2 separate regions of the Rattus norvegicus genome follow, and region 1 is linked to region 2. A link is a contact called in public Hi-C data. All regions are on one chromosome and are shown on one strand. The core of a region is the stretch at or near the end of the contact, and the rest is flanking DNA. Distances in the headings are between cores, read along the strand shown.

Evidence for each region. Hi-C and Micro-C count contacts between places; a contact is called where the count stands out from the background.
Region 1: a contact with region 2 is called in a Hi-C map of hepatocytes, with 2.2 times the contacts expected there. The contact joins two enhancer-like sites. A contact is called at or near these places in 2 of 12 Hi-C or Micro-C datasets (the Rat2 cell line and hepatocytes).

Annotation. Positions count from the first base shown.
Region 1 is chr11:71,279,865-71,286,561 of GRCr8, forward strand. The region is part of intron 1 of Zbtb20 (zinc finger and BTB domain containing 20); the gene reads right to left. Among named protein-coding and RNA genes, the nearest start is that of Zbtb20, 14 kb to the right of the region's middle. Within about 2 kb of position 4,982, at least 12 of the 93 cell types and tissues checked have an H3K27ac peak or open chromatin away from gene starts, as enhancers often do. A contact at or near this core is called in hepatocytes, where this site is marked.
Region 2 is chr11:71,023,659-71,030,299 of GRCr8, forward strand. All of the region lies in intron 3 of Zbtb20 (zinc finger and BTB domain containing 20), which reads right to left. Among named protein-coding and RNA genes, the nearest start is that of Zbtb20, 270 kb to the right of the region's middle. Within about 2 kb of position 4,508, at least 7 of the 93 cell types and tissues checked have an H3K27ac peak or open chromatin away from gene starts, as enhancers often do. A contact at or near this core is called in hepatocytes, where this site is marked.

The DNA.
Region 1 (6,697 bases), core at 3,732-6,231, 260 kb after region 2:
TGTCATTCATTGGATCGAGAGGTACCAGTCTACAAAACTAAGTACCGTCCTCACAAGTGGCTTCTGGAAAAGGTTGTGTGGTTTGGTTTTGGTTTGGGTTTTAAGAGATGTTAAACTGGTACAGTGGCAAAAGACAACACAGCCTTACTACACAGTGACACGGCCTTACAAATGAAAACCTGCACTATTCCTTATGATCAGGGTTTCACCCATTTATTTGGTTAATCATTCAAATGGCTAAACAGACCTCTAATTTGAAAATAAAAACCAATTGATGCAATCACAAACAAGTTCTAAAATTGCGGTTTATAAAAATTGAAATCTTGTTCTAAGCCAAAACACACACACACAGTTACCTTTTCCTAATCAGAGCATTCATTTCTCCTCATTATGATCTCACAAGCACATTAAAATCTTATTAACATTAATTACTTCTGAGCGCCTATGCATGAGCAGTGACAGTCGTGAGCTTGCGCGTGTCTGGATCATATCTACATTTATATACCTTACTGCACTCTGCTTATAAAACATGTAAAAATATTGCTGCTAACACCAATTAGCTTCTCTCTCTCTCTCTCTCTCTCTCTCTCTCTCTCTCTCTGTGTGTGTGTGTGTGTGTGTGTGTCTGTCTGTCTCTCTCATACACACACACACACACACAGAGAGAGAGAGAGAGAGAGAGAGAGAGAGAGAGAGAGAGAGAGAGAGAGAGATGCCGTCTCACTGAACAGCCTATCAGGGATCATCAAGCATATAGACAAATGGACATGGAAGAAATAGAAAAACCTCTTGGATGTGAGAACTAAAATTCACATTTGATCCTCAATTCTTAAGGTAAACTCAAACTCAGAGGACAAAGCAACAAAAGGAGATAAAAATCACATAAACTGATAAAGCCAAGTATTCATTCTCTACCCAGAAAATATTGAGTGGAATGGGGATGGAGATAAAGCAAAACTTAAAAGGAAAAAGACAAATTTAGGAGCTAGAGGTAACCATTCCGCACATATGTCCATATGGACATGCATCTCACACACCTGACAACATCTGCCCATGTAAACATATTTATCATTTGAACAAACCAACATAGACTCTGTCTGTAAGATATGAACATAAACCTGCTATGCCTTAAGCTCAAAAAGGGCTGTCATGACAAGCAAATAGAATTCTCATGTAATCCAAATGATCTGTATCTGATATGTATGTATCTGATAAACATTAATTACAAGAGCCGCTCAACTCTACCCAAAAACCTCAATATAAATGCAGAAAGCTGAGCCACTACAGCCGTCAAACAACAAAGACTCCCGGTCATTTTGCTTAGCCCTGTCTTCTCAGCATCCCAATATGTTGTCACCTACACATACACTCCATCACGACTGCCCTCATCTTCCAGCCTCTTTGTCCTGTGAGGAAGATGCGCTGGACTAAATCCTGATTATCACAACTACATCTACCTTTCTGTCTTCGCCCCACGTGCCTATCTTCTCTCTCTTCTCCTCACAGCTTACACTTCATTAGAGAATCCAACGTCCAGTCAGACACTGTTATCTAGAGCTGCATTTCCTAACCTGAGTGTCAGACCACTTTTAACTACTCCTTGCTGCTGACAGCTATCCCAAATCCAGCATCACTTTGACAAAGGAAATGTTTCAGAATTCCTTATATAACATATCAAACATCATTAAAAAGAGTTCATTTTTAGTTCATAGTAAAATTTTGGGTGAAAAAAAATTGTGTCTCCTTTGGTCATAATACCTATTATTTGTTGAAAGAAGAAAACAATAATGCTTAATTTTAAGAATTTTAACTATTGATTATATGCATTAAATTGAGAACATATGACTAAGAATGAAGTAGAGAAAAAGAGAGATCATAAGACAGTCAACCACCTAGTCCATTAATGCTTAAGTTGATTTCAGCAGTTATAATTTATCCCCTAGTTCCAATTTTCTACCTATCCAGCAGTCTCATTGCCTAAAATGAGTAAACATCCTATAGCAACACATGTGTACCCACTCCAGATGTGCTATGTCAGAAACATCTAAGTACTCTTCTTGCCTAGTAAAACACACATTAGCAAAGATCTGGAAAGGAACAGATATTTTGCTCCTTATGAAGTAGTATTTAAAATGTGTATTAGTATCAATGTAGAGTTGAAATTTTTATAAAAAGTATGCAAAATTTTATTTAAGTCATTCAACATGCTTATAACTGAAAAAAAACAGTGACCATTCACTGAGAAACCTAAAACATGCCAATAAAAAGACTGTTAACCAGTGTTTAGGTATTCAGTATAAATTCAATAATTGTAAAGTAAAAGCAAGTACAATAAACTAATATTGAAAATGAGCAATTGCTTTTTCAAGTGAGTGCCAATATCATTACAACTAAAAGTTGAAATCAGTCCCCTTATGAAGTTAATATGAGCTTCACAGAGGCAACAGCAATTGCCACAGTGTTACTATCTGTACATATTCAAATCTAGGCAGATTTAGCCGGCAGCATCTAGAGCTCTCAAACAACAAATAAATAAACATACAAAACCAACAATTAAAACATCTGAAAATATTGTAATAAAATTAATGGTTGCCACTATTACATAATAGTACTCTATACTTCAAAAACGTTTATATTTAATTAATGAATGCTTAAACATTAGTTTATAGATCATCAATAACCAAGTAAAATATGAAACCAAAGTATTAGGCAAGTGAATCACAGAAGGAATATCTTATGAGAAATGTCTAAGTTTACAGAATAGTAACAAAGAAACCTATTTAAAAATCAATTTATATTAGCACTTTTTGGGAACACCTTGCATCACCCCTTTAAAGATCACAGTTGGGGAAAAGAGGCAGCACAGAAATGAGGTAGAATTATCAGCTATCAAAAGTACCATGCTTACATTTTCAGTTCACTATATTACTCAGAGCTTCCCGGAAACCCGCTGACATAAGACCAAGACCCACTAGCAGAAAGTGACACACACACACACACACACACACACACACACACACACACACACACACACAAAAAAGTTTGAGGCTTAGAACCCACCTCCCCTCCCATACAGGCCACATCACAAACTACAGATATTAGGTGGCCAAATTTTAACATCAAAGGTGCACTTGGCATTTGAACCAGATCTAAGAATAAAACCATGGTCTTTATTGTCCAATAAAGCTAATAAGCCGAGGCTTACTTAACTCTTCCCTGGCCTTTTGGATCTTCTCAAGGATTACTGAAATTGGAGACTACATATGAAAGGACAGTTCATCATTTCCAAACAAACGATCCTCATCCAGATTGCCCTCCAATCCGTGAAATCTGAGATGCCTCAGGATTCTTCTTTGTGAAAGCCTTACAAATATATCCAAAGATGGTGGGTCCCATATGGCTCTGATAAATGAAACCCGTTATTGTGAATTTCAGGCTCTTCTTTACAACAAAACACTATTGGGTGAATTTGGTGCTCATGAAATAAAGCACTAATTGCGTGGCCTAACAACACTGAATCCTCTGCCTAGCAGACATTTTAAGTTGTGCCAAATTGGTTTTGGGATGTGAACACATATCCTGGAGCCAGACTAGCTCACATGCACTCACTACTCCCTGGAAGGAAGTTGGGCACTCTTGGAAACTACATTAACTCTTTCAGGACACCCGGGAACCTGACTATCATGAAGAGAAAGGCCCTTTCAAGACAAAAACAAGTCATTCTGCACAATGTTAAGCCCCAGTAAAAGGTAAAAACAGCAAAATCCGACTGACACTTAAGTATCCACATTACATATTAGACACCATCTGTACCCCAGTAGATGCTTTTTCAAATGTATCTTGAAAATGCTATTCCTTTTTTCCTATGTGTGCATAATTTCTAAGACATTAATAAGAGTTGTGTGCACTCCTGAGACAAGAATTCATTTTAAGCTTAATATGCCACATTTGCCTCAGGCCAAGCGATAAGAAACTTTTGTTTCTTTGGTAACCACTTTCACCTTATTATAACAAGAAACTTCTTTAGTGTTTTTAGCCACATGAAATGTAATTTCCAAACAAGAATCTTTTCCTATGGTCTTTGTATCCTGGTTCATAGAGATGCCCACAAACCTGGAGCTGCATATTTAAATAGCAATTAATCAAATATTCTCTCCCTCTCATTCAAATCTAAGTTCATAATTTTAAAAAGAGTATAAAGAAATTTTTGAACTGCAACCTCTTTTTTTATGTCCTAAATTATCCATAAATAACTTGTTTGGGATCGGTATTTATTTTTCTGGAGAATTTTAACTAAACAATTAATTTGCAGTAGATAAGAGCATATTTATCCGTACCCAAGAATACTCAAACTGCACTAACTATAATTTTATAGTTTGTAGGCTAAGGCTACTGTCTCCTTAAGGCTGTCAACTTCATCTTTTATTTTGAAAACTTAATAAAGATAAAGTCTAAATGAAAACTGTGGAAAATAAGTAAAATGCTTTGAAGATGTCATTTAGTTACTTCTACTTTACCTATTTTTAATTTAAGCATTCTACCTTTCTTACAGAACCACATTTAATTTCCTGCCAATTGGTGTGAATTTAAATGGCAGGTGAGAAGCCTGTGCTTCATTCTAACAAAGCCTCACACCCTAACCACCAGCCTCCTCATGCCACTGAGACTGACTCCACTGCTGAGACAGGAAAACACACGAACCTGTCAGCAGGCCCTACCTACAGACTACACACTATCTGCAAATAAGGTGCATTTGTGAATCAAATGTATGGCTGCTTTTGGCCTCAATTAATTAATATCAATTCTTAGCATAGAATCCAAGGCTCTGATCGCTGTGGATATGTCAATATGAGAACCATCCACCTGATCTGCATTAGGATTTGGTAATAACTCACATATTCATTAATCAAAGCTTAGAGGATGGGACACTCTACTGGAGTGTGTGCAAACAATGGCGAATATGATGACATTCCTCTAAGTTCATCTATGCAGTTACTGAGTTAGCTCTCCGTGACCAAGTAAAACTCGGGTTTTAGTTTCAGTTGGCAGAGAAACTACTAAGAAGGCGTCATAGTGAAATGTGATGGTACTGCTCGAACTGCAACATCCACAGACTTTGTACTTATTGTAACAGTGAGAAGCTGACTACAACCTCAACAGGTAAGATGGGAACCAAGGTAGAATTTTCCCACAAGGCTCAAGCAGAGGAGATATCTGAGGAAGTTATAAACCCCCTGAAGAGTAAAGTTCTAATTAATGCTTCTACTTAAATCCATATAATATTATTAGGAAGCTGTTTTCAAACCCTTTAGTATGGGTTCACTACAATTCCATATTTAGAGCTCTCCCGTGAGCACAATATCTACTGACTCAACATGTTCTAACTCCATGATTGTTACATATATGATCTAAACAAAAGAGATATGCAGGCTTTAAAAGGATGCACACTGGCTTTACAGATCAGCTTCGTGCTCAAAGTAGCTGACGATCTAACTCTAAGCCTGAAACTATCATGAGAATAATTTTCAGATGTTACAGCAACAGCAGAAGAGGAGGGAAGAAACAGGGTGCAGAGATGTTAAGGAGTTTCTACATCAATAGAGGCACCAAGTCAACCAATGTTCTCCCTGAGAAAACAGCTCCAGTACAAGCCCCAAGACTAAAAACTCATGTGGAACTGTAACTAGTCATTTTACCTAATTAGCTTCTCCTTCCTAATCTGTAAAGCAAGGATAATGTTTCCAGATATCAATTGCTTCCCATGTCCCTATATTGGCTAAATTATTTTACATTTTATTTCGAGCCAAAACCTCTACCAGTAATACCCTTCCCTTCCCATTAAGTTTTCTGACTTTCTGTGTTTGCAAAGAAATAAAATTAGCTGTCAAAATTAAACATGCCCAGTAGGCAAGACACACTTTGGCTTAAGGAACGGGAAGGAGTGAGTTATGTTAAAGTGCTTATTTGGCCCCAAAAGGGTCATTGTTGGTACACTCCCTCCCACTACTAGCTCCTGTGGAATGTTCCTCAGGAAAATGGAGAACTGTTTTAAGATAGGCATGCCCTTTAAGCTGGTCTCAAATCAAAATAAATTTAGGGTATTCAAAGAGCCTAGAGAATTTCCCCTGTGGACCTTAACTAAATTACTGACAAAATTCTCCATTTCAAGCTCTGCTACTAAATTTGACGTTCTACAAAATCATGTTTTAATTTCTATATTTGAAAACAAGAGTAGGTAACTTCTTAATTTTAAGATCTATCCTTCAGTCTTCCCTAGATGACAACCTAAAAGAGTATAATTTGAGAAAAGGTCACTCTTAGAATTTCAAATGTAACCCAAATCCCCAGAATTGAAATTCTTCTAAAGAAAATATTACATTCCCCTGTTACTGTGTGGATATTTATATACATACATACATACATACATACAATATTTAATATATAACTTCAGTTGTCATCAAATCTTTCCGAAACTATATAAGTATCTTAATTTATAAGATCATGGATATTTTCAAACACAGATGATACAGACCTGAGTTTCTTTACATTGTGACTACTCTAATGCACATAGAGTATTATTAAGTCTATAAAAATTCACAAACACTACATAGCCATTTATACACAGTGTGAAATATATATACCAGCTTATATATCACACTGTATGTTCAGTCTGTCACTTATACAAAAACTTTCTTTT
Region 2 (6,641 bases), core at 3,258-5,757:
GTTTTACCTTAGACTCCTTTTGCTTTTTCTTGGATTATTTCTGACCACTGGCTACTCCCTCCTTTATTTCAGACCTTGGTAAATTATTATCTTCTGCTCTTTGCTGAGCCCAGATAAAGTTCTGCCAATTTCGCTGATTTGCTGATTTGTTATCTTTTTGGATTTGAGCTTAATACACAGGTATCCTGCATAATTACCTGTACATGCTACTTCTCTTTCTGTCACTGTAATGAAGAAATCTTAACTTATAAAACTATAAACACTATTTTCTCTTATATTTTGAAAGTCCCCAAAATGACTCAGTGGGCCAACATATTGGAGGCTCTAGAATGGGCAGCATATCACAGATAGAGACTATGTTATAGCAAATCACTCAACGCATTAGTCAGAAAACACAACGAAACTAAGAACTAGTAACATCCCACAAGCCCTTACAAGACAACAACTTCATACACATACAGCCCATCTACTAGGCTCTGCCAAATCATCAAGATCCTCCCTACGGACTATATCTTTAACAAGTAACTCATATTTAAACAATGGCACTACATAATTACTGGGTCTGTCTGATTTACTTTGGTATACTTTAGTCACAATTTATTCTCAATTCCTTTTAGTTTAAAATTTTTATTATTAATAAACCACCTATCTGAGAAATATCAATTTCATTTTCATAAAGTTTTGCTAGATATAAAATCTTGAGTAATATTTTTTCTTTTTTAAGAATTTCAACTCAGCAACTAAAAACAATTACTTATGAAATTTGCAGGCAAATGGATGGAACTAGAAAGTATCATCCTGAGTGAGGTAACCCAGACAGACACAAAAGAACACAAGTGGTATGCACTCACTAGTAAGTGGATATTAGCCCAAAAGCTCACAATGCCCATGATACAACCCACAGACCATATAGAGTTTAGAAGGAATAAGACCAGGGTGCAGATGCTTCAGTCCTGCCTTGAGGGAGGAACAGGATGATTTTGGGAGCTGGAGGGAGAGAGGAGGGGCAGGAAATAAGGAGGGGCAGTATCAGGAACCAGGAGGGATGTGAGAGAGGTACAGAGGGTCAGGAAATGGAACAAAAATATGTAGCAGTGGGGGATGAGGAACTGGGGATAGTCATTGGAAGGTCCCAGACGCCAGAGAAATGTCAGGCTTCTAGGACCCAACAGGGATGACTTTAGCCAAAATGTGCAGAGAAGGGGAGATAGAACCTATAGAGACCTCCTCCAGTAGATAAGCGTGGCCCACAGTTAAGGGATGGGACCTCCTACCCAACTCAAAATTTTTCAGCTAAAATGTTCCTGTCCAAAGGAAGAACAGACACAAAAAACTGGAACAGAGACCGAAGCAAGGGTCATCTGGGGACTGCCCCACCTGGGGATCCATCATTTCTGCAGACACCAAACCAGACACTGTTGGTCAACATGTGCTTGCTGACAGGAAGCTGGTGTGGAAGTTCTTTGGGAGGTCCAGCCAGCAACTGACCAATACAGATGTGGATGTTTGAAGCCAAGCATCAGGCTGAACTCAGGGAATCTAGTGGGCTAGCTGGCAGAAGAACTAGAGGAATGGAGGGGGGGGGGTTGCAACCCCACACGAAGAACAACACGGGCTGGCTGGACCACCCAGTGCTCCCAGAGACTAGACCACCAGTCAAGGAGTGTACAGGGAAGGACCCATGGCTCCAGATACTTATGTAGCAGAGAACGGCTGTGCCTGACAGCAGTGCAGGGAGAGGCTCTTGGTCTGGTGGAGGTTTGATGCACCAGGTTAGGGGGATGCTAGAGAGGTGAAGTGGGAGAGAGTGGATGGGAGGGGGAGCACCCTTATAGAGGCAATCCAGCAGAAAGGGGTTCCAAAATCAGGCAAAAGAATCAGAGCGCCCCCCACCTGCCACCCCACAAACACACTCCCACTGTAAGAGGAGTCCAATAAGAACACCAAGGTAAACAGTTATAATTCATATTAAGAGGACCTCCTAGGGACCCATCCAGGAGGTTCTTTGATTTCCTATTCAGTCTCTTTAACCCTCTATGATCCAGGAAGCTTGTTCTTTTATAATAAGAGACAGAAAGGGAGTGAATCAAGATAGGAGAGAAGATGGGAAAAACTGGGAAAAGTAGAAGAAACTGCAATCCAGATATATTGTATCAAAAATTACTTTTGATAAAAGGGAAAAATAAGTAAAATAAATTAAGATCTAAGTCAAAAGACAAAGACATTACATATATATGCATATTTGTATACACATGTATACATACACATATACACATATACATGCAGAGTTGAAAGATTCTATTAACTGAGAAGGGCTGTTATTATTGTGAGTCATCATGAAATGCTGAGGAATTTACAGCTATACTGAGCTGGACTATTTTAATCAGTTTTGGAGAGCATAACAAACAATCTAGACTTCATATCATATAAATTCATTCCATCGAGATCTCTTTTAAGTCTCAATACTAACTTTGATTAAGGTTTGCATGTATGAACTTTACTTCATGTTGCATAATTTTCTGGGTTCGCTCAAGGCGTATTTTTTTCTTTTTTTCGGGCTGAGGACCGAACCCAGGGTCTTGCACTTTCTAGGCAAGCGCGCTATCACTGAGCTAAATCCTCAACCCCTCAAGGCATATTTTTAAAGACTATATTAAGGGTATAAACTCCATAGGAACTAAAATAAGATAAATTATGAAGATCATATATGGAAGGGAGAAAAATATTTATTGTACAGGTGACTATTTCTTTAAGTGAAGATCCATAATAAAATTCCCTTAAGAACAGACTTACATAGGATATTTATGATATGAATAAAATTACAAAATAATTGATATCACATAAGATGAAATAAACATGTAGAATGTGTTACTAGAAAACTTCAAAACTTGTACTCAAAGGACCAAGAAGTGTAGGAAAACTGTGTGTAGAACAAATACAAAATGTGTACAATTTTAGCTCTGAAATTGGATTTTTCTGAGTCACACTAGTGTTTCACACTTAGAACCTCTCAGAGAAATCAAGACTCAATAACCTTGATTAATGAAGACACAGCAGCTATCATCTATTCACCGTTCCTAAGAACTTGTACCTATAAGGATTACTGTTTCTACTTGAAAAATGAGAAATGTAAGTCATAATCAAATTCTGAAACTCCACACACACTGCTCAAAGTATCAGTATTCTGGAAAATGGAGCATGACGGGAGCTTATCCCCTTGAGGGCTATGGTTCTCACTCAGCTAATATCAAACTATTATAATGAAATTCTGAGCCTCCACCTCCTACTAGGAGGTTATGGAGACAAACGCTTGAATGGATTTTGGGTCCTCCAAAATGGAACATCGGTGCTTAGTCACTTAGGGAAAGCAGGTAGATATTTCTTCTGCTGTGTATTACTGAATCTCAAAGTGATAACTGTTTTTACCAGTAACAAAGAGTAATTATATTTTAGATACCCCTATTATTCATCATCATCTAACGACAGCAAAAGATCCATATATACAGAATATATGGAAAAGTTCCTGAAATAATTGCAGTCCTTCCAACAGAGTTCCTACATACATGCTAAAGAACCAGAGTGGAATATCTGCATGATCTGAGTCTCTTGACTCCAAAAATAGTGCATTGCCTCATGTCTATATCTCTTCCTAGCCTTAGTATTTGTACTGCATGTTTTCCAAGGTATATGGTGAGAGTCCAATGCTTCCTAATGTACGTAACATAAGAAACACAAGAGTTTTTTATGTTTGTATACATGTGGTATATATGTGTGCACATGTGTGTCCAGGTGTGCTACCATGTACATGGGTGGAAGGCTGGCATTTGTGGTCTGCCTGATTTGATCTTAACCTCAATGTTTTTTTGAGACAACAGTTTCTCATTAAACATGGATCTTTTCCTGCCAAATACAGGATCTTACCATTCCTTTTGATTGTCCACTAGAACTGGAGCAACTCTATTGCTGAAGATACTTCATTACAAGATATAGAGAAATCAAGCTGAAACTGATCTGGAAGCTTCTTTTCTGGATAGCTTTCATAGTGACAAAAGGTGAAATTTAGGCTGCCCTGGGGTGAAAGTCACCAATGTCCTAGCCAACTGTGATCTTGCAAACAACAATGCCAAATCGAATTTGCCCAGCAGAATTGTCCACTGGTACAACAGTGACTGTTATGGTGATACCTAATCGCTGTATGGATTGGACTTGAGGTCTGTCCACAAAAAAGGCATTCGTGCCAAGTACTGTAAACCCAGTCAAAACACTGTAACAGAAAGATTTAGGTCCAGATGGAAACTTACTACAGCTCTTTAGTTAGTTAGAGTCATGGTTTTAAAATTCTTTCTTGGGCTGGAGAGATGGCTCAGCCGTTAAAGGCTAGGCTCACAACCAAAAATAAAATTCTTTCTTGATAGTCATATTTCTTCACAGAGACATGCTACACCTAGACTCACCAGAGCAGCTTCTCTTCGCAGGGAACTGTGGAGTCTGCTGACTCGTGTGCTCACAAGCGATGACTGAGTGCCAAGCCCTACAAACAGGATACTTAAACTGTCCGCTCTAACATCCAGGAAGCACTGCCGAAGAGGGATGGTAGGAAGATATGAGCAGAACGTTATGGGAAGAAAGAATGTAAGAGCTGCAAGATAGAAAAATGGACAGGAAATGCTACCTTCTGAACAAGATAGAGCCACTGCAATCAGGATCTCAGAGCAGTTTTAGTTGCCTGCCTTGGGTATGGGCCTGTCATTCGTCTGTCACAGACTGGGAGATTCACTCGGCCACACCTGACTATGGTGAATTATTAACTCACTAAGGGAGAGGCAGTCATTAACTTCATTTGTGTACTCAGAGTAAGCTCAGAAGGCTCTGATGAATAGTTCAAAACCCACAGCCACGATGATGGGCCTCATTAAGCATAGTGGTTCATAAGACGAAATCCAGACTTTATGAATGTGAGAAATAGACAGGCAAGGGGACAGAATGACAGTGGTGAGAGAACAGGGTGGGGTGCGGGTAACTAGAATGTTTCATATGCGTATTTACAGTTGTCAAAGAAGAAAGGTAATGAATATCAGTAAGAATCATGAAAGAAAACGATGGAAAATATAGAAATGTATAAGAAAAATTACAAGCGACAATAATAATTTGATTGTACAATAATAATCGGCACTACTGTAATTTAAGATAACATTCCAATGAGATGCATGTTTTGAGTGTATGTTTGTATATGCGTGCACATGTGTCCCATTTCTTCTTCAATCATTCTCCATTTTATACTTGAGAGAAGGTTTCACACTGACTTTCAAGCCTGCTGACTAGCCTGGCCTGCAGAATACAGGCGTCCTTCTAATTCTGATTATCAAGCAGACATGCACACCAAATCCAGCTTCTTACAAGGGTGATTTTCAGGATTATGAGGTCAGCACATTACCTACTAAAACATCTTCTAGCCTCCAATAAGGTAAATTTTACTACCAGTTTCATTTTGCCAAATTCGCTTTATTGTACATCACTAAATTGCTTCTTCATCTCACCATTTCTGTGTAGTGTAGAAATGAGCAATTTGTACACTAATTGTTTCTAAAACTAACACATTAATGAATTAAGTAGCACTATATTCCATAGGCTTGATATTATCAACTTTTAAGTAACTTATTATTACTTGTGATTTCATAGATTTTGTTTGATCTAATCTTCTCCTGTGGGAATTCTAATTTTGTATATTGAGAAAGTAGCATTACACAGATTATAAATTTTCTCTGAAATTATAGAGGTTAGCAATTGCTTCTCAAGAGAAACAAAAATGGCATATTTGAATCTAAAACATTAGAGAAAAATGTGCATTACAGTAAAGACAAATTGTTTTAGGAGGCATCCTTCCTTTTGTATTTCCATTCCTGCTACATTTACTGCAGTACTACAATAGTAATATGCGCAATTAAACGTGGGATAAAGTTAAAGTGCTATAAAAGCCCCAACACATATTCCTCAGGAGCCTAATCCAATTCTGTTTGAGGAGTTATCTTCCTTCTATGAACTCTGGTATGCAGAATTACATCATATCCCATGGCTCAGATTATCTACAATTCATAAAATACTTTTAAAAATTGTCATGAAGTAGGTTCTGTTAAATATTCATACAACGCCTCTTCCCTTGGTTCAGTACAGAAACACACTACATATCAATCTGTGCTCCAGCAAGACAGTCGCTTCAATACGGTGAGTTGGGTAAACAGAGGAAGTGTGCTGCGCATAATTTATTTACATTTTAATAAGACCTCAAACAAATGATACCACACAGGAGGTTCAGAGTGAGGCCGAGAAAGGCCTTCCGGTTTGGAAGCTATATTGTTTAATCAATAGAATTACTTATGCACTAGCATAGAATAACAGTTCCATAGGGACAACTATCTTGGTTTGTGAAAAATATAATTTCATGACAACACATAAAGTTGAGAAGAGATAAAATATTGCAAAATATAATAGCATTTGAGAATATGAAATGGGTGCTAAAGTTTAAAATGGTAACCACTAACGAATTAAAAAAAAAAAAACAAAAACAAAAATAAAAGAAACAACCACAAAAAAAAAACCTCTAAAGATAAGTATAAAAGATGAAAACATTGTACTTAATTCAA